Regions from separate parts of the Mus musculus genome. Here region 2 is linked to region 1. A link is a contact called in public Hi-C data. All regions are on one chromosome and are shown on one strand. Each heading gives the region's core, a stretch centred on a gene start, on an enhancer-like site or on the middle of the called end of the contact. The rest is flanking DNA. Distances are from core to core; before and after follow the strand shown.

Region 1 (4,285 bases), core at 1,070-3,569:
CCTGGCGCAGATGCAGCTGTAGGTGGACAGAAGTTTGAACCAGGTATTTAGTTACAATAGATGCAGCAAATGATGGGTTAAGAGAACTCACTGCGCCCAAGTGCTCATGTCAGGTGACTCACAACTATCCGGAACTCTAGCTCCAAGGGATTCCATACCTCTGACTTCTGCTGGCTCTGCGCATGCACACACCTACCCACATGCGCGTGTGCACACACATTTGCATAATTAAAAATAAATCTTTAAAAATAAAAATAAATCTTTTAAAAGATTGGTAAATTTTTTTTTAAAGAAAGCAAGCTGAAAGAGAAAGCGATGGTCTGCGCAGCAGGGGTGTAGGAGGATAACTCCCTGTCCCTCGGCCTCTTTCTGGGACAAGTCGGCCATCACTCAGGGTGGCAGGTGAAGACTCTGCTCCAGGATGAATTAAACCACCTGTCAAGCTATATGCCCTTCTAAAATGCAGGGCTAGCGGTGGGAACACCTAATCAGATCAACCCATCTCTAAGAATATAGTGATCTCTGAGTTCCAGGGAAGCTCCAATTTTTCTTCCTTCTCCGCAACCACAGCTGACAGAAAATGGGCATCCGGGACCTGGCTGAAAATAGCAGTTCCTCTCGTATCACTGGAGCCTGCTGGGGCTAAGAGTGAGCAAAAGAAACGCCCTGCCCAGGCCATAACTCATCCTGCAGCATCTTCTGACTTTAAAAGTAACTGCAGTTTCATTAGCAGTCTATGCCCTATCACAGAGACAACCCTGTTGTTTTTGTCTTTGGCTTATTCTGCCCATTCCCAGAATTCAAGGCCAAAGGTTTATATATCCTAGAGGAATCTAACAGATATGCTTAGATCATCTTTGGGGGGGAGTATCGAAGCTTGTGGTACCCCGTTCCCAGGGCTCTTTTATCTAAACATGGGGCAGGGCAGTGGTTAGCAGACATGTCGTGAACGGAGCTAGGTCAAAGCTGCTCCCTGATAGCTTCAGCTCCTCCCAGACTTCTCTGTTCGTTCCCACCCTGTATCCTTGTGTGGAGATAATCTTTTATCATGCTAATACACAAAGGTTAAGATAATTTACCAATCTTTTAAAAGATTTATTTTTATTTTTAAAGATTTATTAGCAAGAGGGAGATTTGTGTGTCCAGAAGGCACCTTGTTCTGGGGGGTGCAAGGTTTCACTGCTATGTGCCCAAGATTCAGCATCCTCAGACCAAAGGCGCAAAGAGGCTTGCCCATCAGGCTAAGTAGCTCCATGGAAGCAGAGCCCCACAGGGGTGGAGAAGGATAGAGAGACGAAGACAACAAAGAAGACAGGTATACTAGTCAGACATGTCATTGCCATGACATAATAACCAACATAAACAACTTAAGACAGGCAGTGCTTGCCTTGAAAGGCTCACAGTTTGAGGCTCTATTCAACCGTGGACAGGAAGGCATCAGCAGGCTCATGAGGCAGCTGGTCACACAGGCATCCTCAGTTAGGAATCAGAGAGTGGTGGATGCTGGTGCTCAGCTCACCCTGAGATCTCATCCTGAGAAATGGTGCAGTTCACAAGCTAACAACCGAAGTCATCTCACCTCTGATAATCAAATGTAGAAATTCCCTCCAGAGTTTTGTTTCTGTGGTGACTCTAACTGCCATCAAGCTGACAGCCAGGATTAACCATCTGAAGAAGGCAACTGGGGAAGAGCGTCTGGCCTCCTCCTGTCTTCTGATGTATCACACCTAAGGTCTAAATGATGCCAAGATGGGATGATTAGTCTGTCTGAAGAGACACATGGTCATGTGCATATCATATGCCTTTAGTTAGCCCTCTAGGTTGGTGTTAATTGATTTGAGTGAAATGCCAGCCATCCCATGGTACCTTTCCAATTCTGCTGGACCCTGTGACTTCAGTTTTATCAATTTCATAATATAATACTATCCACTGGTACCTCAAACAGGCTATGATTGAGGTAAGACTCTTCAAGCAAAGCTGCCATTAAAAGATCCTGCCAAAATGACCAAAGAGAGAGGGAAATTGCAGCAGTCTACAAGTTAGGAAACAGTGACAGTTGAGAAATCTGTGCAAAATAAAAGGATCAAGAGGGAAAAAAAGGAAGTTCACTCAACGCACCTTCAGTAAATTAAGACCCTAGAAATTTCTATTCTTCCAAACTGAATAAGAACATGGTAAGAAAGCACTTCCACACATAGACAACCAAATAACAATAATTTATCTGGTTTCGGAGCAGGAAGCCACTTCCCAGCTGCTGTGGAGCGGACTGTAATAAACACATGCTTTGCTCCAGAGCGTGAGGGCTTGCTGTCTCTATGATAGCACACGATCTGCACATAAGCAAAAAGCCGACAAGAGCTCACCTCCCAAGACGGGGGTAGGGGTCATGGTTGCATGTCACAGGATGTTGAACGACTGGCACACTGACCCACCCACTCTCCCACGAACATTCACCCACTATCCCTCTGCGAAAGACTCTAACTCCTAACACAAACTTTGGATAATGAAAGCAAAAGCACATCTGGTGCTTTGCTGTTGGTTTTTAAATAACAGAGAATAAAAATAGAAACGACACTCTACTAGCCTGCCAGATGACTCAGCGGGTAAAGGCGTTTTTTTTGTCAAGCTTGAAGACCCAAGTTCAAATCCTGGGACCCACCTGGTAGAAAGAACTAACTCCTGCAAGTTGTCCTCTGACTTTCACACATATATGTGGCACACAAACACACAGCAAATTAAATAAAATATATAAATAAAATTAACATTTTTTTAAAAAAAGAAATGACACTGTGAAATGTTATTCATATTCTGGGCAAAAAGGATGCCACACTAATGGTAGTTCACCCCGCATTCGTGAGAACCTAGGTTCCATTTCTAGAACTGCAAAATATTGAAATAGCAAGGGAGATGGCTCAATCAGTCAAGTGTTTGACACGCAAGAATGAGGACCAGAGTTTGATGCCCCAGAACCCATGTATAAGGGACCTGTCTGCAATCCCAGAACTGGGAGGCTGAGATTTGTTAGCCAGTCAATTATGCCAAATCACTAAACTTCAGGCTTAATGAGAGACTCTGCCTCACAAAATAAATGCAGAGTGATTGAAAACACACTCAGTGTTCATCTCTATACTCCACATGTATATATGTGCACATATGAATAAGTACATAAACATGTACACACACATACACACACATACACACACACACACACACAACTGGTTCTTGGGGTTTGTCATGAACTGAACAAAATCTTCCAATGTTAATGTGCACCTGAGACCTCAAAATGCAATGTATCTATCTGATGCCTCCTCTGACCTCCATGAGTTCCTGTATGCATACAGTGCACATACATGCATGCACACACACACATCTACACAAATATAATAGTTTTTAAAGGAAAGATCAAGGTGAGCTCATATGCCTGGGAATAGGTTGTAAACCTAATGAGTGTCCTAGGAGAACAGACTAGGACACAAAGAAAGAGGGAAGAAGGCTGGACGATGTGGGTAGAGAAGGAAATGATACCGTCAGGAGCCAGCACATTTCTGGAGCCACAAAAGCTGCAAAAGGCAAAGCAGAAGCTGGGTGGTGATGGTGGTGCACACCTTCAAACCCGGTACTCAGGAGGAAGAGGTAGGGCAGATCTCTGAGTTTGAGGCCAGCTGGGAATACAGAGGGAGTTACAAGGCTACACAAGGAAGCTTGTCTCTCCACAAAAATAAAAATAAATAAAAATTAAAAATAGCAAAACGACATTCTCCCTGTGAACGTTCAGAGGGTTCCTGCCCCTGTTGATATCACAATGTCAGATTTCAAGCCCCCAGACCCATAAGAAAATTCACATTTTCTTCAGCCATTGTCGGTGTGTTTAACATAATATGTGGAACTGGGTAATTATGATGAACAGAGATTTACTTCTTATGTTTTTGTGGTGGTTTGAATAACAAATGGCCCTCAGAGACCCACAGGTAGTGGCACTATTAGGAGGTGTGGCCTTGTTGAGGGAAGAGGGTCTAGAATATCTTAGTTCTCTCTCTGCTGCCTGCAGATCCAGATGTAGAACTCTCAGCTCCTTCTCCAGCACCATTTCTGCCAGCATACTGCCATGCTTCCCGCCATGATGATAATGGACTAGATCTCTGAAACTGTAAGCCAGCCCCAATTAAATGCTTTCTCCTGTAGTCATGGTATCTCTTCACAACAATAAAACCCTAAGACAGTTTTAAAGATTGGGAATTCTGAAGGGGGAGGGAGTTCTGAGTTAAAACTTTCTTGATATGTGGGT
Region 2 (4,285 bases), core at 1,183-3,682, 200 kb before region 1:
CAGTCTCATATATGAACTCATACCAGTCATGACAGCATGTGTGAGACCTGGACAAGACCAAGCTAGAACAAATCCCATAAAAGGGCATGAAATCTCATCCCTAGCAGTAGAGTTATTGGCAAGTGTTAGCTACTGTGAAAGAAAGAAACAGTTTTCTCTAAGTGTATATAGCCCCTGGTAAGTTGACTGAAGTATAGTGGAAAACCACACATCCAAGAATATTTGAACAGCACAAGTTTTTGTTTTCCATTAAGTTGTGTGGGGAGGGGAGGGAAGTAAGTCTGAGACTTACTGGGGTGGAGGTGAATATGATCCAAACATGTATAAAACTACTCTCAAAGAGCTAATAAAAACTTTAAAGAAAATATAATGCCTGACAGCATATAGATAAGTCAGATAGACTTGTTCAAATTTGAGCAGCCTTTACTAACTTGTGACCATGGATAAGTTGACTAGTCTCTGAGAGTACCACATGTGTCTCTCTCAGAGTACGTCTTGGTCTTGTAAATCCTCCATACTAGTCATTTCCCCATTGGCTCACCCATGAACTCTTAGCACACAGAGACCCTCAGTACTCGCTCTGTATACAAGTGGCTGAGTAGAACAGGTGATGTCCTCCATGCTAGGAACCTCATTTCCTCCTAAGACTAAATCTTGCAACTTTGCATCTATTTGTTAAGAAAGTCTTCGGTTGGGACATACAGAGAGTTAGAGTCTTCCAACCATCCTGTTCACAGTCCTGTACTTGGATGTTTCTAGATTTTCTTTACATGAAATTTCATCATTCCTTGGGTATCAAGTGTACACAGTGGTCCAGAGAAATGGACACTTCCATGAACTTATGGGATACAAAGGACAGCAGTGCAGTGGAGCCAACCTTTGGGGCAATGGCACAAGAGGACAAGTGCCTTCGTTTATATGGAATAGGCTTTCTACCTCTGTCTTCATGTGAGCTTAGGAGGTTTGTGATGTCACCCTTGAGGGCACCACCATTGCACAGGAAGTTTAAGGGGGGTCAAAGCCGTTCAGTTATAGCATCTGCACAGATCCAAAGCCAGTCAAAGTCAATCTCGAAGCCAAAAGTTCAGAAAAGAGAGAAAAACGGCTGGGTGCTGAAGATGTAGCGCGGTTGGTAGGGTACCTGGCTGGCATGCACAGTTTTATCCCTAATTTTGTATAAACTGGGCTTGGTGGCACGTATTTGTAATCCCTGCATTTGGGTGGTGGAGGCAGGAGAATCAGAAGTCTATGGCTAGCTTTGGCTAGATAGCAAGTTTGAACCTAGCCTGTGATACACAAGACCTTGTTTTAAAAGAATAATAACCTAACTGAAAAGATCAGGTTGAGTACGTATGACCAGGGAGGATCCCAGGGAGCGACTCTGAACCATCTTGTAGTGACCATAGCTAACTTTATCAGTTGGAGCACAGAGCATGCTCTGTGGACCTGGCATAAGAAAGATGAAGTAATGAGCCACTTGACAAGCCCTGCCTGGCCTGGAAGAGCTCCCACAGACACATGGACCATTATGAATGGGTGCCAACTCTAGCATAGACTGAGCACAGGCATCCAGGTCAGGTCTCAGAGCAATCTGTCTCTTCCCATCATCCCTCACCTCTACCTATGTTTTAATGAGAGGGCAGATAATTCGGAAATGCTGACTTTGTGACATTAGACATTAAAAAGCAGAAACTTCAGCAACGGGCCAAGAATTATTAACTAAGGAAAGAATGATGCAACAGAGACCACTGTGCGTGGCGGGCAGCTGGAGTGGAAATATGACCATTTAGTCTATCTGTGTGATTCACCCATCTCACTGGCTTCTGAATTACAGACGTCCTGATTCATTACATCAGGCTGAATGACGGGCAATCTCGTGTGGTGGTGGAGATCACTCCATTCTTGACAAATCAAGCCACAGCAGCCACACGGCAGTTTTCCCTTCTCTCCCTGTGGGAAAGCTAGGTCAGTGAGAGTCTGCCACTTGATTTACAGCAATGGCCAATTTCAAAGTTGGCTTTATCTGATCCGCTCTGGAAAAATATTTCCAGGCGCTATGAGCCGTCTTGTTAAATTGTGCAGACCTGCAATCATTTTCTAAAAATCACTCAACCATCAAAGATTTGATTTGGCCCACTTAATCTGTGCTGACCTCTGTTGGTTTTGCAAGGCCCAGGTCTCTGTAGTCCAACCTGCCCGTGAAGCCTCCCAGCTGCGCTTTGAATTGCGTTTCCGCCCCTACGACCAGCACATCTTTAGCTCTTATCTAAATGTCACCGAGAAGACAGCTATTACTATCTCCACACCAAGGATGGGAAGACTCCAACGCAGCAAGGTCACGTGACAAGTCAGGGAGGCTACTGGGTTAGAGTGTGGTTTGACGGTCCAGCACAGTGGCATGCCACATGAGGATGCTAATGTGCTGTGCATATCTACTGTAGGAAAGAGTAAAGAGTCCAACAGGAAGCCCCATGGTTTCCCTTTAGCCTTTTTGGATTCAGGTTAATACTGAGCAATGTGGCTAGAGACGAAATAAACATGGATTTTGCCAAGGATGAAATAAATGGTGTAACGGTATTTAGACCTTCCATCTGCTCAGTGGGAAGACAACAGCTGTTTCTCCTCAGTCTCTCTTTGCATCCTCTGCCCCTGCCTTTCCCAGAACCTACAGCTGGACCTGTGAGTGCTCCTGCCATTGGCCTCAGTCCTATGCAATGCCTGAGCCAGTCCAAACTGTGGTGGGAAGTGTGTCCTCAGTGCAAGATGAACTCAAGCCCGTCCTTTTCAGTAGTTATTTCTTCAGGCTCTTGGACTCTGTGAACAACTCCTGCTCCCCAGATGTAAACCCAGCAAGATGTAAAACTCAGCAAGGCAGATCAGAATGCCATGATGGATTTCCTAGGTGTTCGTGTCCTGTACATGCCTCCTTCTCAGATGCGCACTCTCGCCGTTGTAAGATGCATTCATCTCCTGCCAACCCCATGTCCCAGCCCTCACAGACCTTGGATCCAGATGGCTGGCTGCCTAGTCCTGCCTCCCTGTTAGCAAACACTGCCCACTGTACATCCCACTGGTTGTCAGCTGTACCATCATCCTCAAGACTAGTGTTCCTTTGGCCAGTGGACACCAGGCACGTGCTCAAGTCCAGCCCTGGGGTTTGGCCAGAGATCCTCTCCTTCACATGAGGCCTCCACCGTCATTCCGCCGACTGCTCCAGGACTTATCCACAAGGCCTCTCATCAGTAACAAAGAGAAGGATTGGTATTATACAGGGGGTTCCATCTATAAATATTTTTTTATATTTTAACACAGTAACTTTCTATCATGGATTGGAAACATGACTTAGTTTTAAAAAAATATAGTTTATAGAAGTGAATAAAGCCTAATACTGTTTTCATACTGCTATAAGCCATTCATTCCAGTGCTCTTTGTGTACCTGGTGCCTCACTTCCTAGACTAGTCAGCTTCAGACTCCATAGTCAATAACCATAAATGTGCGGTGTACTCGCCTTCACCTCCTCCCTTACCTCGCTCTTTTTGTGACATATTGGTCTGGCAAACCCTACTCAGTTGAAATCCAATAGTTTGCCAACAGGTACCCACATCTGTCTGGTCGAAGGCATCAGGGACAAACACACGCCTTGGGATTTTACTATCAGGTCTTACTGTCCATTCAGGATTCCTAACCCCAGGGAAGACACCGGAGGTGTCCAGAGGTCTGACTCTTGAGCTGCCCAACAGGGTTGCCTCACACCCTCCCCTCTGTCCTCAGATTGCCAGCACCTCTCTCAGTGTCAGCAGCTGGCCTTGCTTCCAGCTTCACTGAGAAAGCGGAAGCATGCAGAAGGGCCCACTCAGAGCCACCAGCTCATCTTGGCTCTGCTGCTCTGGTACAAAAACAAGCCCTGCAGGTAAACACATTGTGTCTTCCTCAGTGGCCACCACCGGAAGACCATCGCCACTCCCCACCCCAGTCCCCCTTGCCTTCCTCCTCCATGTTTCCCAGTTCATTCTCAAAGGCGCTCACACCTATTGCCTTTATTGGCCACTACTGTTCTCCTTTTCCACTAACATCAAGACATAGTGAGGAATCAACACCTTTCCTGGCTTTGGGTCCCCTAAGTCCTGCCCATTTACTGTTCCTCCAGCTCACCACCACAGAAGTCCCAGAGTGAAGAATCCACTGGACAGTCCTTGGGCCCCAAATTTCTTGGGCTCTGTCAGCATTTGCTAAATATGGACTCTTTCCCTTTCCTGAAGCGCAGCCTATAGCTCAACTTTAAGT

What was found. A called contact is a pair of places that touch in the nucleus more often than the background predicts.
Region 2: a contact with region 1 is called in a Hi-C map of uterus. The contact joins two enhancer-like sites. A contact is called at or near these places in 1 of 15 datasets of contacts at CTCF or cohesin (the NIH/3T3 cell line), 23 of 484 Hi-C or Micro-C datasets (the 3T3-L1 cell line, B cells, the HPC-7 cell line and 12 more) and 4 of 115 datasets of contacts at active chromatin or transcription factors (the NIH/3T3 cell line, bone marrow-derived dendritic cells, craniofacial prominence and 1 more).

What each region holds. Positions count from the first base shown.
Region 1 is chr4:57,394,680-57,398,964 of GRCm38.p6, reverse strand. No RefSeq gene overlaps it. Among named protein-coding and RNA genes, the nearest start is that of 1700042G15Rik, 33 kb to the right of the region's middle. Within about 2 kb of position 2,319, at least 4 of the 459 cell types and tissues checked have an H3K27ac peak or open chromatin away from gene starts, as enhancers often do. A contact at or near this core is called in uterus, where this site is marked.
Region 2 is chr4:57,599,643-57,603,927 of GRCm38.p6, reverse strand. All of the region lies in intron 2 of Pakap (paralemmin A kinase anchor protein), which reads right to left. Among named protein-coding and RNA genes, the nearest start is that of Gm52699, 20 kb to the left of the region's middle. Within about 2 kb of position 2,432, at least 18 of the 459 cell types and tissues checked have an H3K27ac peak or open chromatin away from gene starts, as enhancers often do. A contact at or near this core is called in uterus, where this site is marked.